Regions from separate parts of the Mus musculus genome. Here region 1 is linked to region 2. Evidence: chromatin contacts called from public promoter capture Hi-C data. All regions are on one chromosome and are shown on one strand. The core of a region is the stretch at or near the end of the contact, and the rest is flanking DNA. Distances in the headings are between cores, read along the strand shown. Region 1 overlaps Igf1r (insulin-like growth factor I receptor). Region 2 overlaps Synm (synemin, intermediate filament protein).

The links. Capture Hi-C pulls out chosen DNA fragments and counts their contacts.
Region 1: a contact with region 2 is called in a promoter capture Hi-C map of adipose tissue. The contact joins two enhancer-like sites. A contact is called at or near these places in 3 of 115 datasets of contacts at active chromatin or transcription factors (embryonic midbrain, embryonic stem cells and pancreatic cancer cells) and 2 of 9 other capture datasets (adipose tissue and pancreatic islet).

Annotation. Positions count from the first base shown.
Region 1 is chr7:68,143,120-68,146,368 of GRCm38.p6, forward strand. The region is part of intron 2 of Igf1r (insulin-like growth factor I receptor); the gene reads left to right. Gm51487 (a long non-coding RNA gene) reads right to left here. Exons shown (of 2, transcript XR_003946794.1): 2 at 1-3,249. Among named protein-coding and RNA genes, the nearest start is that of Gm51488, 7.6 kb to the left of the region's middle. Within about 2 kb of position 1,397, at least 37 of the 459 cell types and tissues checked have an H3K27ac peak or open chromatin away from gene starts, as enhancers often do. A contact at or near this core is called in adipose tissue, where this site is marked.
Region 2 is chr7:67,739,775-67,743,004 of GRCm38.p6, forward strand. The region is part of intron 2 of Synm (synemin, intermediate filament protein); the gene reads right to left. Among named protein-coding and RNA genes, the nearest start is that of Synm, 18 kb to the right of the region's middle. Within about 2 kb of position 1,302, at least 102 of the 459 cell types and tissues checked have an H3K27ac peak or open chromatin away from gene starts, as enhancers often do. A contact at or near this core is called in adipose tissue, where this site is marked.

The DNA of each region.
Region 1 (3,249 bases), core at 147-2,646, 400 kb after region 2:
CCCAAGTCCTCCTCTTCCTCAGCCATCTTAAGTTCTGAGACTACAGAAGAGTGCTACTGTGCCCAGCTTCCATTTTTTTTTTAAAGGCAAATTGTTGTCCTCTTTATCATCGGGATGGCTCAGAATAATCCTTTGCATTTTTCAACCATGGAAATGGGCTTCTTGTAATGCTTACTGGAAAAGGCACATCAGCTGTGCCTTCTAGCAAGACATGCCCATTTAGAACTACGTCTGCTGTCCCTGAGATCTTCCTGCTTGCTATGAGAATATTTCCAGTGACTCTGGAACCGGGGCAGGTCCACCACAGTGTATTGGTCACAAACTTTGAGACCTCAAGGCTCAGCCACTTAGAATTCCAGCTTTGCCTCCTGCAGGCTGTGTGACTCTGACCATTCATGACATTTGCTCTGTGTTCTTGGCTCTGGTTCTGAAGGTGAGAAGGCTGCAGGTCTTCCTGCCATCCTGGGGTCCCTGTGGAAATGAACACAGGCAGCACAGGGTAAACTACCATGAAGCCGCACACAGCCCAAATGGAAGAAGGTACCTTGTTACTAATAGCAATAGGCACACATTGTTTCTGTGGCCATGCCTTTGGTTTTGGCTTTTTTTTTTTTTTGGAAGATGGATGGATGGATGGATGGATGGATGGATGGATGGATGGATGGATGGATGGATGGATTTACTGATGGTTGTGAACCTTCATGTGGTTGTTGGGAATTGAATTTTAGGAACTCTGCTTGCTCTGGCCCAGAGACTTATTTATTATTATACTGAGTACACTGTAGCTGACTTCAGAAGCACCAGAAGAGGGCATCGGATCTCATTATGGGTGGTTGTAAGCCACCATGTGGTTGCTGGGATTTGAACTTGGGGCTTTCAGAAAAGCAGTCAGTGCTCTTACCCGCTGAGCCAGACCAGGTTTGAGGGTGGTTGTTGTTGTTGTTGTTGTTGTTTTGTTTTTCTGTTTGTTCGTTATACCCTGCTGCCTCCCTGCCCCACTTCCTTCCTGGAATCTGGCTCCTCTGGGATTCCAAGCAAAGGCAGAAAAAAGGCAGTGCACTCTGCATCCACTCTCTCAGGACCTCCCTGGACCAGTGCATAAAATTCAAGGGCTCTGATTCTGGCCAGTTCCTGTGAGTAGTTCATTAACACCGATCCAAGTCTCCCTAAAAGGGAAACGATGACTGACCTATCCCCAGAACACTCCACCCTGTACCCGTGAAACACTAGCTCTTCTTTCTTGGTTGCTCGGTAGACCTTGAACAAAATAAAGCTTTCAAGTCAGCTGAAGAGGAAGCTGTGACATAAAATGTTGGGGTGGCAGGAGTTGTCACCACCTCAAAGACAGGGAAGGCAGGCGGCAGGCAGGTCACTGGGACATCTGCAGGATGTCTGTGGAGAACAGAAAGCGGCATATGCTGAATGAGCAGCAGGTCCCAAGGTCCTGAGTCAGGACTACACATGTACAGAAGTAGGGTATATATGTGTGTGTTTATGTGTGTTTGTGTATGCATGAGTGTGTGTACATGCATGTGTGTGTATATGTGAGCACGTGTGTGTTTGTGTTTATGTGTGTGAGTGTGTATGTGTGTGTGTGAGCCTTTGTGCATGTTTGTGTTTATGTGTGTGTGCGTGTCTATGTATGTGTTCCGTTTGTGTGTGTGCATATGTGTGTGTGTGTATTTGCCCCTTCCCATGCCTACCTCCATGTAGCCACACATTATCTGTTGGCATGCCACAGCCCTTCCATAACCTAAATAGCAACTCACAATTGTATACCTGCAACTACAGGAGATTCTGGCAGTCTTTGTTGACAGGATGGGTGAATCCATCTTCCTCGATCTGGGCTATGAGAGGGGAAGTGAGAGAAGCTGAGCAGGCTGTCTGTGCATTCCTGGAATACTGCCCTGACTGTGTCGTGCAGCAAGCATAAAAGGCTATCTCTGGCCACTGGCTATAGATGACCTTTTCCTGTGACTGAAGATCAGTGAGTCCTAGATAGTAGTGGTACAAATGGAAGGAGAACTGGATGTTCTAGTGACCAGCCAACAAGCTGGATACCCTCCCCATCTTGATGATCAGGAGTGTGTGGACAGTACCTGTGCTTCTTAAGCCTGCACTTGCTCCATCTAGTCCAGCCCATGGATCCTGGAAGAAATGCCTTGGACCTAGAAAACGAATAGCAAATGCTTTCTCAGTCTCCCACCAAGCCTCCAACTTGTGGGGGCCTCCAGCTGCACATGCAGCAGGGAACTAGTTGCAGAATCATTTCTAATCTCCCAGGTTAGCATTGTCTGTTTCTTTTGAGTATTTGGGGTACTCAACCCAGTTTTGGGTGTTACCATTATACAGTTCTCTAACTACCTCTGTCTGAATCCCGTAATTAATATTAAGGGGCCCTGCTTCCTCACTTGGTTTGGTTGTGAGTAATGATTCATCACCACACAGGAAAGAGCTTCTGTATCTATGCTAACACCAGCGTTTATAATGTAAGCTGAAGCAAAGTTGAGTAAAGTTATGTATTGGAAGGATTCTTCCTCCCTTTTTAAAACAGAGTCTCATGTAGCCCAGTCTAGTCTGCCTTGCATTCTTCACTATATAGCCAGGAGTAACTTTGAACTTGGAGTCCCCCTGCCACTATCTCCAGGGACTGGGATTAGAGGCCTCTATTACCATGCCCCATTTAAACGGTGCTGGGAATTGAACCCAGGACTTCTCGGATAGAGATAAGCACTACACTAACTGAGCCACAGTCCCAGTCTCTCTTTGTGTTTCAAAACAGATTTTTCGAAACACAGAAGTCTCCTTCCTTGTCTTGGAATAGCTTGCTACCTGGCAGACATGTTATTTACGTGTTTTCTCTGTTTTAGCGTTCCTGGGGGTTGGAACCAGGGCTGCAAGCATGCTAGGCAAGCACACTGCCCCTGAGCTACAGCTCCTGTACCTGATGAAGTGTTAATCCCCACATGACCTCAGTGGTCAGCCTGTGTCTCTGTACATTCCTAGAACTGCACAAAACCAAACCACCATCACCATTGAACCTTCAGGGAGTTCTGGGTGAGCCCAGGTCTATTGTGGATCACACAGAGGTTACTCTAGGACAGAAGGGTCTGAGAAGAGTACTGAAATTAAGAAAACGGTCTTTTAAAGTTTATAAAAGTTTTATTTGATCAGAAGTGAGGTTTAAGTACTTCAGATTCCTGCCCTTACGGGCCAGTAAGAGGCTTAGCAGGTAAAGGCTAGAGAAAG
Region 2 (3,230 bases), core at 52-2,551:
ATATATATATATATATATATATATATATATACATACATACATACACATATATATATACACACCATATACATACATACATACACACACACACACACTTCAATCCTAGGACCACATATATGCTAGGTGACTTCTTTGCCACAGAGCTATATCTGTAAACCTATATGAACATCTCAGAGATGAAGGCAAGCATATAGACCAGCACCCCCATGGGCATACCACTTCACCTGGCATCTTTTGCCTCCCTTAATAACACGGGGTTGAAAGTACTCTGCTAGGTATAGCTCCAAATTTCTAAAATTTTAGTCTTTATTAAGTTGTCTTTTGCATCCACCACTTCAGACAGGCACTGAAGAGGGCGTGGGGTGGGGCCCAGATAGAATAACAGGCTGGGGGTGAGGGTTATCAGTGGGGTGCCAACCAGCTGGTCACTTCCAACAACCTACAGGACTACTAGAGATTGCAGATGAAACAGTTATGGGGTTGCTAGAGCAACACGTGAAGTCACTAACCCTAACTCCCAGAGGGGTAGCATACATAGCAAGGCTGCCGAGAACCACAGCCCACTTGGAACTGCTGATGTCAGCACCCAGGGCCAGCAGCGAAATGGAGCGGGGAGCCCAGGTCTCAGCTGGGCTTGGCAGTATGGGGGAACTACAGCAAGGCTTATGTCCACTGAGTTAAATGTGGCAATGAGAGCCCTCTGTCCACTGGAAGAAAACAAAGGGGGCATAAGGGATTCGTCCCAGGCACATACCGGTGGCCTACCCACAGAAGCAGCCACTGAAATACACATGTGTGGAGAGACAAGAAGACCAAGGCCAGAGCTAAAGCCCTTCCACTCAGGATGAAGGCCAGGAAACAGGACACCAATCCATTAATCCCACACCCTCATGACCAAGCAGTTTAGCTTCCAGGAACACAAACAGCTTCCATCATCAAAAAAAAAAAAAAAAAAAAAAAAAAAGCTCTGAGGTCTTTATAAAAGGAGAATGTTCTGGGGCGAATGGACTTCAGGTCAATAACCTGGGGTTTGTGCAGCAGAGCAACATTCTATAGCTGAGAGCCAGAGCAGGGCCTGGGGATTAAGCCAAGTTTAGACCCTATAAGTTTCACATGCCACAGGGCCAGACTTAGACTCAGGCTGCCAGACTCAGGACATATGAAACCTTTCGGGAGTTCAGGTCAGCAGAAAATGTTGTGGATGGGCCCGGGGGACCAATGACTGGAGAAAGCTATGCCTTTCTCCACCCCTCAAAGGAGAATGGCTCTGTCTCACTTCCAGGGGAAATCCAAAGCCTTATCCAGCTTTACTGTAGTCAGGCCAGCACCGAACACAACAGTTTTGCCTCCCGTATCCACTTACTCATGTGGCCCAGAGCACCGAGTCTTGCCCAGCTCCTTGTCTGAGGACACAAGGCCAGCATGAAGACAGTGCCTTAGTCAAAAGCCCGCAGATTACCCAAAGACAGAACCTTGAGCCCAGGTGGCCCTCTCCCAGGCCCTCACTCTCCAGTCACTTCCCCGTGAGACAGGGATGGTGACATTACATGCAAATGTCAGAACACACACACACATTCTGCCACTAGACCCTCCATATAACACTCATAAAAGCAAATTCAACCACTCAGCAATCCCATCCCAACTTCCCCCATGTGTGCCCTCCCGTGTGAATCCCCCATCTGTGCCCCAGTCACTGGCTGGGTCCTAGAAGGCAGGCACACGTGCCATCTTGCAGAGCCCAAGCACCCACCACAGAGCCTGAAATGGGCATCTGTCCCCTGGGTTCTCCATTCACGATAAGGAAGCACATGCCCTTCTGTGACAGCACTGAACCCTGCCCTACCCACACAGTTCTAGAGACTAATACGGCAAAGCACAAGACTAAACTGATAGGGTGAGTTCCTGTGACACCTTCAAAGCACAGCTGAAGGGATGGGACGAGGTTGTACAACTTTAAGAAACGGAGCAAACTCTTCGAGGCTCCCACCAAACCTGGTTATTTTAAGAGCAAGGAAGGAACGCTGCCTCCAGGCCACCAAGACTGTGAGAATGCCAACCCCCTGAGTCACTGGCTATTAGAGAGTACTTCACACAGCTCTCTAACAGGAAAATAGGCAAACAAGAGGGAGACCAGTCCCTGGCCTCATTAGGAGCTTCACACAACTCTATGACGTGGAAGTGAGCTGTAATGTCTGGCCCTCTGGCCCCACTCCAGGCCCTAATGGGCCACCCAGCATCCCAACCAGCCAGTGATGGGGGTGCCTGTCTGGGACAGATGATGCAAATGAATTTCAGGGCATATCCGCTAATGCTCAGCACTGCGGGCACAAGGCTGATGAGCAGTGCATCTTCTATAACTAAGGACAAGACCAGGGAGGGGGACGGAAGGGGACACTTCCAGAAGTGACACCTGTGAAGAGCCCGCCATGGTCCAAGGGTCTTTGGATGTTTCACATTGTGCTTCCAAGCAGGTGTGGAACTTGGGGAGAAGAAACCAGAGCCACAGTCCCTCTGAGATGCACCCTTCAGCCTGCCTACTGCGCATAGCTGAGCTTCACAGAAAGAGGATAACGTGGGTCCCCCTGGACACCGATCCATAGCCAGGAGACAAGCTGAATTCCACTCACAGGAGATGCATAGTTACACAAATGTCCAGGATGTGGAAAGGGGGGGAAGGGGAAGAGACAGTGCTAGCCACCTGTGGTCATTCTTTTTATGATCATCTCTAAATGGTATTCCAAAGGCCAACTTCAGACCAATACCAGAAGACTGAACGAAGTGATGTAATTAGCAGACAAGCAAAGGATGCTGACAGAACAGGAGGACAGGACAGGACAGAACCACTGACAGTGGGCCGTACAGCAAGTGCTGGAGGCCGGTGGCCTTGACTCAAATCCTGGGCATGACACAACCGAGTTCCATAAGCCTCTGCAGGCCATCGTGACCAGGTGGGACTTACTGTCTGCATTTCTGAAATGGGGAGAGCGCTTAGGTTTGCGATGGCAATTAAGTAAGCAGTAGATCATTCATAGAAGAATGGCTGTCACTAAATAAGTGCTTGATAGATATTATCCTCCTTCTGTGGCCTTGAAGAAAAGACATTTTCAGCTAATGAAGTCAGTCAAAGGGGGAAAGGAAGGGTTTTGTCTTGTCTTGTTTTGTTTTGTTTGTTTTTTAAATCTAGGTAGCACCCAAATACATTGTCTTCACTTACTTTTGTTTGTTTTTTT